2 separate regions of the Danio rerio genome follow, and region 2 is linked to region 1. A link is a contact called in public Hi-C data. All regions are on one chromosome and are shown on one strand. Each heading gives the region's core, a stretch centred on a gene start, on an enhancer-like site or on the middle of the called end of the contact. The rest is flanking DNA. Distances are from core to core; before and after follow the strand shown. Region 1 holds the start of med10 (mediator complex subunit 10). Region 2 holds the start of ndufs6 (NADH:ubiquinone oxidoreductase subunit S6).

Region 1 (3,614 bases), core at 634-3,133:
ACAGACATTGTTCAGATGTTTTATTTAAAGTAATTTGTCAGGTTTTCTGTGTTTAATACAAGTATTTTAAGCATTTCACCCAAACACACCTTTTTTCCTGCTATAATGTTTTTTAAAGCTCAAATTTTTTATACCTTTAGACTCTTCTTGCATTTATTACATTCCTTAATATTTGTATGTATCATATTTGTTAATTATAATAATAACACACTCACACACACACTTTTGTTTTTGCGAAAAGTGGGGACATTACATAGGTTTCCATTCATTTTATACTGTCCAAACCGTATATTATATTGCCCTCACCCCACCCCACCCCTAAACCCAACCATCACAGGAGACTGTGTGCAGCTTTACTCTCTGATTAAACTCATTCTGTAGGATTTATAAGCATTTTGAGAAATGAGGACGTCACTAATGTCCTCATATTTCACCTCCTTTTTGTAATACCTGTGTCATACCCATGTCATTATACAGATTTATGTCCTGATATGTCACAAACACACACACACACACATACACACACACACACACACACACACACACACACACACACACACAAACAGACACACACACACACACACACACACACACACACACACACACACACACACACACACACACACACACACACACACACATAATTATAAGAACACAATTATCAGTATGACTATAATAGTTATGTATTACAACATTTTTTTGACCTGGTTTTATGCACATTTAAATCTCCTTACGTATTGTGAAACAAGGCTTGCCATTTTTTAAATGTTTATTTGTAAATATGAACATTAATTAAGAAACCATTGTATAAGCAATAGTCTTGAAAATAGTGACCTAATTTGAGTTTATATGATAAAAATGTGCTTTTAAGATATCTGAATTCAATATGGTATATGTAAGCACTTTTTTATGAATCTCTATCTATCTATCTATCTATCTATCTATCTATCTATCTATCTATCTATCTATCTATCTATCTATCTATCTATCTATCTATCTATCTATCTATCTATCTATCTATCTATCTAGCACTGCATGGCACAAAGAAAAAACTTGACAAAAGTCGAAATGTAACCATACAAATCTTCTTTGAGATGCACCTTCATTAGAAAAAGTCAAGATTCACCTGGGAGAAATATCAATTGTAGACAGATTTGTTTTAAAAAGAAAGAAAAATGCATTATGACGAAATATTAAGACAACTTTGCATGTACAGAATTATGCCATGAACAAACGATTAAATGTTGTGGGGGTGAGACTATTCAGACAGAGACCAAAATAATAAATTTAGATCTTTTGCATGATTTACAAAAGCATTTGCAACTTGTTCAAAGGAATGAGAAACTGCATTTTTGATGTGCACAACTGACAGTGATGTGAAGATTGAACAGGAAGATTTGAGAATTTCAGTTCTGATCTGAGAAATGGAGACTGAGAAAAACTAATATCACAGTAACTTGTATTTTTAGTTTCTCTCAGCCAAATTCCAGTAAGTAAGGGATTAAATAAATAAATAAACGAGCAAACAAATAAATAAACAAATAAAGCGTATTTGCCCTGTGTTTGTCAGTAAGGGGTTAAACATGCATCAGGCTGCAAACAAGTCAATACAACACCTTCTCTTGAACGTTGCATTGCACACAACAGTGCACAAGCAGAGCATGTCATCAGCATTTAACATTTTATTGCCTATAAGTTGTTTTGTTTTACATTCAGTCTCGACCACTGAATTATCTCCACCATGTTTCTTTACGACGCTTTCTAGAACGTTTAACAACAGCGTCTTTGCAGCATTTAGAAATGCTTTACAGCACAACGAAAGCTCTGTTACCCGGGTGACAGTCCATTCTCGCACACTATTGGATGGAAGGCAGCCGGAAAGCAGTTTGCTGTCATGGGAGCTACGCTAAGTGAGCGGATGACTATCTTTTGTCAATAAGTATACAGTTATATTCTTATTTAATCGACCGTGCGCTTAAATTTACGTTAAATTAACCTCGCCATGGCGGAGAAGTTTGATAACCTCGAGGAGCACCTCGAAAAATTCGTCGAAAACATACGACAGCTCGGAATTATCGTCAGCGACTTCCAGCCCAGCAGTCAAACAGGACTCAACCAGAAACTGTGAGTTAAAATCACAATGTTATTTTTTAATACTAACCCAAACCCTTTTGTTGGATTTTAACAAAGAATTACTAACGTTAGCAACTAATGGCGACGTTTCAGCTGTTGCATTTGCTGGCTCTTTACCAGTAGTATTGCCTCATTTAGATGGAAAATAAATGATTTTGTTATTTATTTTTCAGGAACTTTATGATCACAGGACTTCAGGATATTGAGAAATGTCGACAGCAGCTTCATGATATCAACGTACCTTTGGAAGTGTTCGAGTGAGTTTTGCATATAATATAGTCCAGTTCAATGTGGACATGTCATTGGCCCATGAACATTTCCTGCCTGTTGTCAAACTACTTCCTAACCGTAACAAGAGGCAGTTCAATCACAATTTAATGCTAAAACAGCTATCATAACATTATTTTTCAATATGTGGCTCTTTTTTGGTTCTTGGATGCTATAGAAATTAAAAATGTAAAACAAGAAATACATTGGGACCATCGTTTTTTGTTCACATCCCTCAAAATGGTTTATACACTACTGGCCAGTAGACTTTTTAAATGTTTTATAATAAGTTTCTCCTGCTCACCAAGGCTGCATTTATTTAACCAAAAATACAGTACATATTGTAAAATTGCGAAATGTTATTGCACTATAAAATAACAGTTCAAAAGTAGTTTATAATTTAATTTAATTCCAGTGATTTTAAAGATGGATTTCCAGCTTCATTACTCCAGTCTTCAGAGTTACATGATCCTTCAGAAATCCCTCTAATATTAATAATAATAATAATAATAATAATTATTATTATTAGCAATAAATAAGAAATAAATAAATAGCATACAAGGAGAAAACAGTTATTTCAAATTTTAATAAATATTTAACAATTCAACTATATATATATTTTTACGTTTAATAAATAAATTAATAAATTGATGAAAAAAATAATTTTCTCAGAAAAACATGAAAAACCAAACTTTTGACTGGTAGTGTTCTTTAAATGCCCTCAACTGTAAAAACCTTAAAAATAAATATAAATGGTGGTCAGATTTTTTACAGTCATCCACATTCTCTACCTTTTAAAATACCAAATTGCTAAAAAAAATTAGACGTCACATCTGTGCAAAAATGTAAATGGCTGTTATAGATTATTGATGTTTTTCCCTTTTGCCCGCAGGTATATTGATCAGGGTCGTAACCCACAGCTCTACACCAAGGAGTGCTTGGAAAGAGCACTGGCTAAAAATGAACAAGTCAAAGGAAAGATTGACACCTTGACTGTGAGTATTGGTTCAGCTTTGTCATTCAGGTTGCATTTCAGGGCTGCACAATATATAGTTTCAGCATCGGTATCACAATGTGATCATTTGCAATAGTCACATCATAGAATATGCAATGTTGACTCACAAGTGTTTTTTTTAGGCCTGTGACTGTATGTGGATTTTAAAAGCATTCAGGCAAAAGAAAGTTTTCTTTATAACTTTGAAAAAATCATTAAT
Region 2 (3,598 bases), core at 961-3,460, 310 kb after region 1:
GTTACAGGATTTGCATGTTTTATGTGTTTAATCTACAGACATTTTTAAACCATTCAAATTGAGTAAATAGTAATCACTGTATATACACAAAAAATTTGCATATTACTTAATAACGTGATCCTGGCCTCTACATATTTATTTTAATCAAATTTAGAAACTGTTCTTATATGAAATACTTGTTTACCAAATTGATGTAAACTTTGGGGTGGCCGAGAGCCCCTCCGCCTCCATCACAGGACACCACCCTGGACTCTACATGTGAGACTGGTTCTTCTGCAACCAGGTTGATTGCAAAGTTCTCATTCACCTGCAGCATTAAAGATAACAATATAACAAACAATAAGAAAATCTATATATATATATGCTATCTTTGTGCAGCACTGAATAGTTCCCTTTACCTCTTTATGTCTGCCAACAAATCTAGCACGTCTCACATCATTTTCATCATAGACCTGCAATAAAAACAAATAGTAAATAGGAAAAAATATTAAGTTTTTCTTATAAAGTAAATCTGATGTCGGATCTGCTTAACATTTTGTAAAAGTAATATTGTTGATTAATGTCTATTAAGTTATTTAAAGTTTACCATGCAATACATAGTTTTAGGTACATTTTACTCTCTTTGAATGATTTTTCCCCTTAATATACACTGAGGTGAAGTGTATACTGAAGAGTAAATTTGGTTACTATCTATATTACACGATATTATGTACACAAGGGAAGTAATAAAGGTTTTTATGAATTGTATTGCTTTGACATTTTCTTAAAAAACATTATAAACAAAAAATTCCAAGCAAAATATATTTATGTTTTTGAACTTTAAACTATTTAAACCATAATTTCTACAACCTTTGATTCGGTAGCTACTAGAGTTGATTTTTTCGTAGTTGTATTTACTCTATTTAGTGAGTTTTATCATTAGGTTGCAACTAAATGCACAAAATACAAAATAACTGCTATAAATCGAATGGAAAAAAAATAGATCAAATACAAAAAAATGTAATTGAATACAAAAAAGGTTACAAATAAATCAAATGCAAAAATCGAATTAAATACAAAAAAACTGCTATAAATAAATTGAATACAAAAAATCTAATTGAATAGAAAAAACCTGCAACAAATAATCGAATACAATAATGGAATTAAATACAAAAAATGCTACAAATAAAACTAATACAAAAAATCTAATTGAATATAAAAAACCGCTACAAATGTTCGAATACAAAAATGTAATTGAATACAAAATCTTCTACAATTAAATCAAATTAAATACAAAAAAACTGCTACAAATAAATTGTATACAAAAAACTGCTACAAGTAAAACGAATACAAAAACTGAATTGAAAACAAAAAACTGCTACAAACAAATCGAATACAAAAAAATCGAATTGAATACAAAAAAACTGGTACCAAAAAATCAAATACAAAAAAAGGCGATAAATAAAACAAGTACAAAAAACTGCTAACAATTAAATGTATGCAGTTAAGTAGAATTGTTTTGTAAAATAACGTTGTTGATCAATTTCTACTTGAATTAAAGTTTACTGTGCAATATCTAGCTTTAAGTACATTTTACTCTCTTTGAACGATTTTTTTCTCTCAATATAGCACCAACTAAAGTGAAGTGTATACTGAAGAGTAAATTTGGTTACTATCTATATTACACTATATTATCTACACAAGAGAATAAAGGTTTTTATTAATTGTATTACTTTGACATTTTCTTAAAAAAACACTATGAACAAACAATTCCAAGCAAAAAATATTTTTGTATTTGAACTTTAAATTATTTTAACTGTAATTTTTACAACCTTTAACTGGGTAGCAACTTGAATTGATTTTTTTCTGGTTGTATTTTACTCCATTTAATCAGTTTTATCAGTACAATGCAGTCTTTTACCATTAAGTTGCCACTAAATGCACAAAATATCAGCTATTAATGCTTACTCTATAGTCTATTACGCCAGATATAAGCCTCAGTTCTCACAACAAATGCTAACAGTAATAAACAGACGTGCTGCACAGTGTCCTTTAGATCCAGCCTCACCTGTCCCGTGTGGGTAATTATTTCTCCATGGTTAGAAACCGGAACACTGTACTGCTGAACTGGAACTGCTGATAATCTCAAACAGTTGAGCAAAACCTTCGTATTTTTACCGAAGGACAAGATCCTTGGAAGGATGGCTGCCATGTTTGCCTGTGATCATTACCCAGCAGCCTTTGCTTTGCTCTTCATAACTCTCTGCTGACCCCTGTTGGTCGGCAACAAATTCATTATTTTATAATTCTTTGAATTGTTCGTATAAACGAGTTCCTTTAGAGTATATTATGCGCCTGTACTTAGCAGATCCATTGGGTATTTTATATATCCAAACAAATCTTTACATACACAGGTTTGAGGGAAGATTTCGGAGAGTATAATGCGCATGCGTGCGGTATGACTTTCCCACAAAGTCATTGCGTCACAGGAACTGGATGGGTTTTCTTGCGTCTGAAAAGCATGCTACCCTCGCACTGATGTATCTTGGATAAAAACGCTTAAATACACGCGTTTCTATCTGCATATTCAGACAGGTATGCATTAAATATATTTAATTGTTGAAAATATTACTGCAACTTCTTGAATTGAACACGTTCACGTGTTTTAGAACAGTGTTTGGCCTGCAAAGCTAGTCAGCGGCCCACAACGTGAGACTTTTTCCAAAAAAAAAAATCATGCTAATTGTCTTGTTAGCAACGAAGACTTGGACGTTTTTGTATTTGTGAATAAGATTAGAACATTTATTTTGGAATGCTCTGAATACTAGCTGACAGTTATGGGAGAAAACATTTACATGCCAACTTAGCTTTTAAAGGGTCAAGTAAATATTAAGTCAAAAACAATTTTTACAAAAATTAAAAATTGACATTGACATCTCTTGCTTTTTCTGTGAAAGCTATAGACATGTTGTTTTGGGGTTTTATATTAAAGGAAGCAATTCCTTTATTCAAACTTTTTGCATAAACTTTATTTTAATTATTGGAAAGTTTTTTTTCTATACACAATTGCAAATATACTCATTGTAAGCCTATTTTTTATTTTTTTAAACGAGAACTAGCTCTTTATTTATAAACCATCACAGACTCTCGCAACAAGAAAGCTATTAAAACTTTATAAAATATGTGTTTTATTTGATATTCTGCAATAGTTAGTTTTATCCTTGTCATGTGCCCTTAATATTTCTTTTTTTCTTTCTCTCGTTGTCTTTATTTAGTTTTACCTATATTTGTTTTAATTTTGTTACATTCCACTTATTTCAAAAAGTAATATTCCTATTGATTGTACCATACTACTTTCAGTTTTGTATCTGTATTTGTTGTAATGTACTGTTATTATTGCAATAAAATAAATAAATAAATAAAAATAAATAAATATTAAGTCAATGTCAAAGAAGTATATATTATTATGTAATATGAAACATTACTACTATATATATATATATATATATATATATATATATATATATATATATATATATATATATATATATATATATTTTTTTTTTTTTTTTTTTTTTTTTGTGTGTTTGGGACAATAATCATGATGAGATTCAAAGAC

Evidence for each region. A called contact is a pair of places that touch in the nucleus more often than the background predicts.
Region 2: a contact with region 1 is called in a Hi-C map of hematopoietic stem cells, with 4 times the contacts expected there. The contact joins the promoter of ndufs6 here to the promoter of med10 in region 1. A contact is called at or near these places in 2 of 18 Hi-C or Micro-C datasets (hematopoietic stem cells and an unstated tissue).

The regions. Positions count from the first base shown.
Region 1 is chr19:30,386,686-30,390,299 of GRCz12tu, forward strand. It overlaps med10 (mediator complex subunit 10), which reads left to right and starts at 1,884. Exons shown (of 4, transcript NM_001017699.1): 1 at 1,884-2,124; 2 at 2,307-2,390; 3 at 3,293-3,395. The coding sequence starts at 2,003.
Region 2 is chr19:30,700,445-30,704,042 of GRCz12tu, forward strand. It overlaps ndufs6 (NADH:ubiquinone oxidoreductase subunit S6), which reads right to left and starts at 2,211. Exons shown (of 4, transcript NM_001004651.1): 1 at 2,048-2,211; 2 at 399-452; 3 at 185-307. The coding sequence starts at 2,191. It overlaps mrpl36 (mitochondrial ribosomal protein L36), which reads left to right and starts at 2,457. Exons shown (of 2, transcript NM_001099257.1): 1 at 2,457-2,574.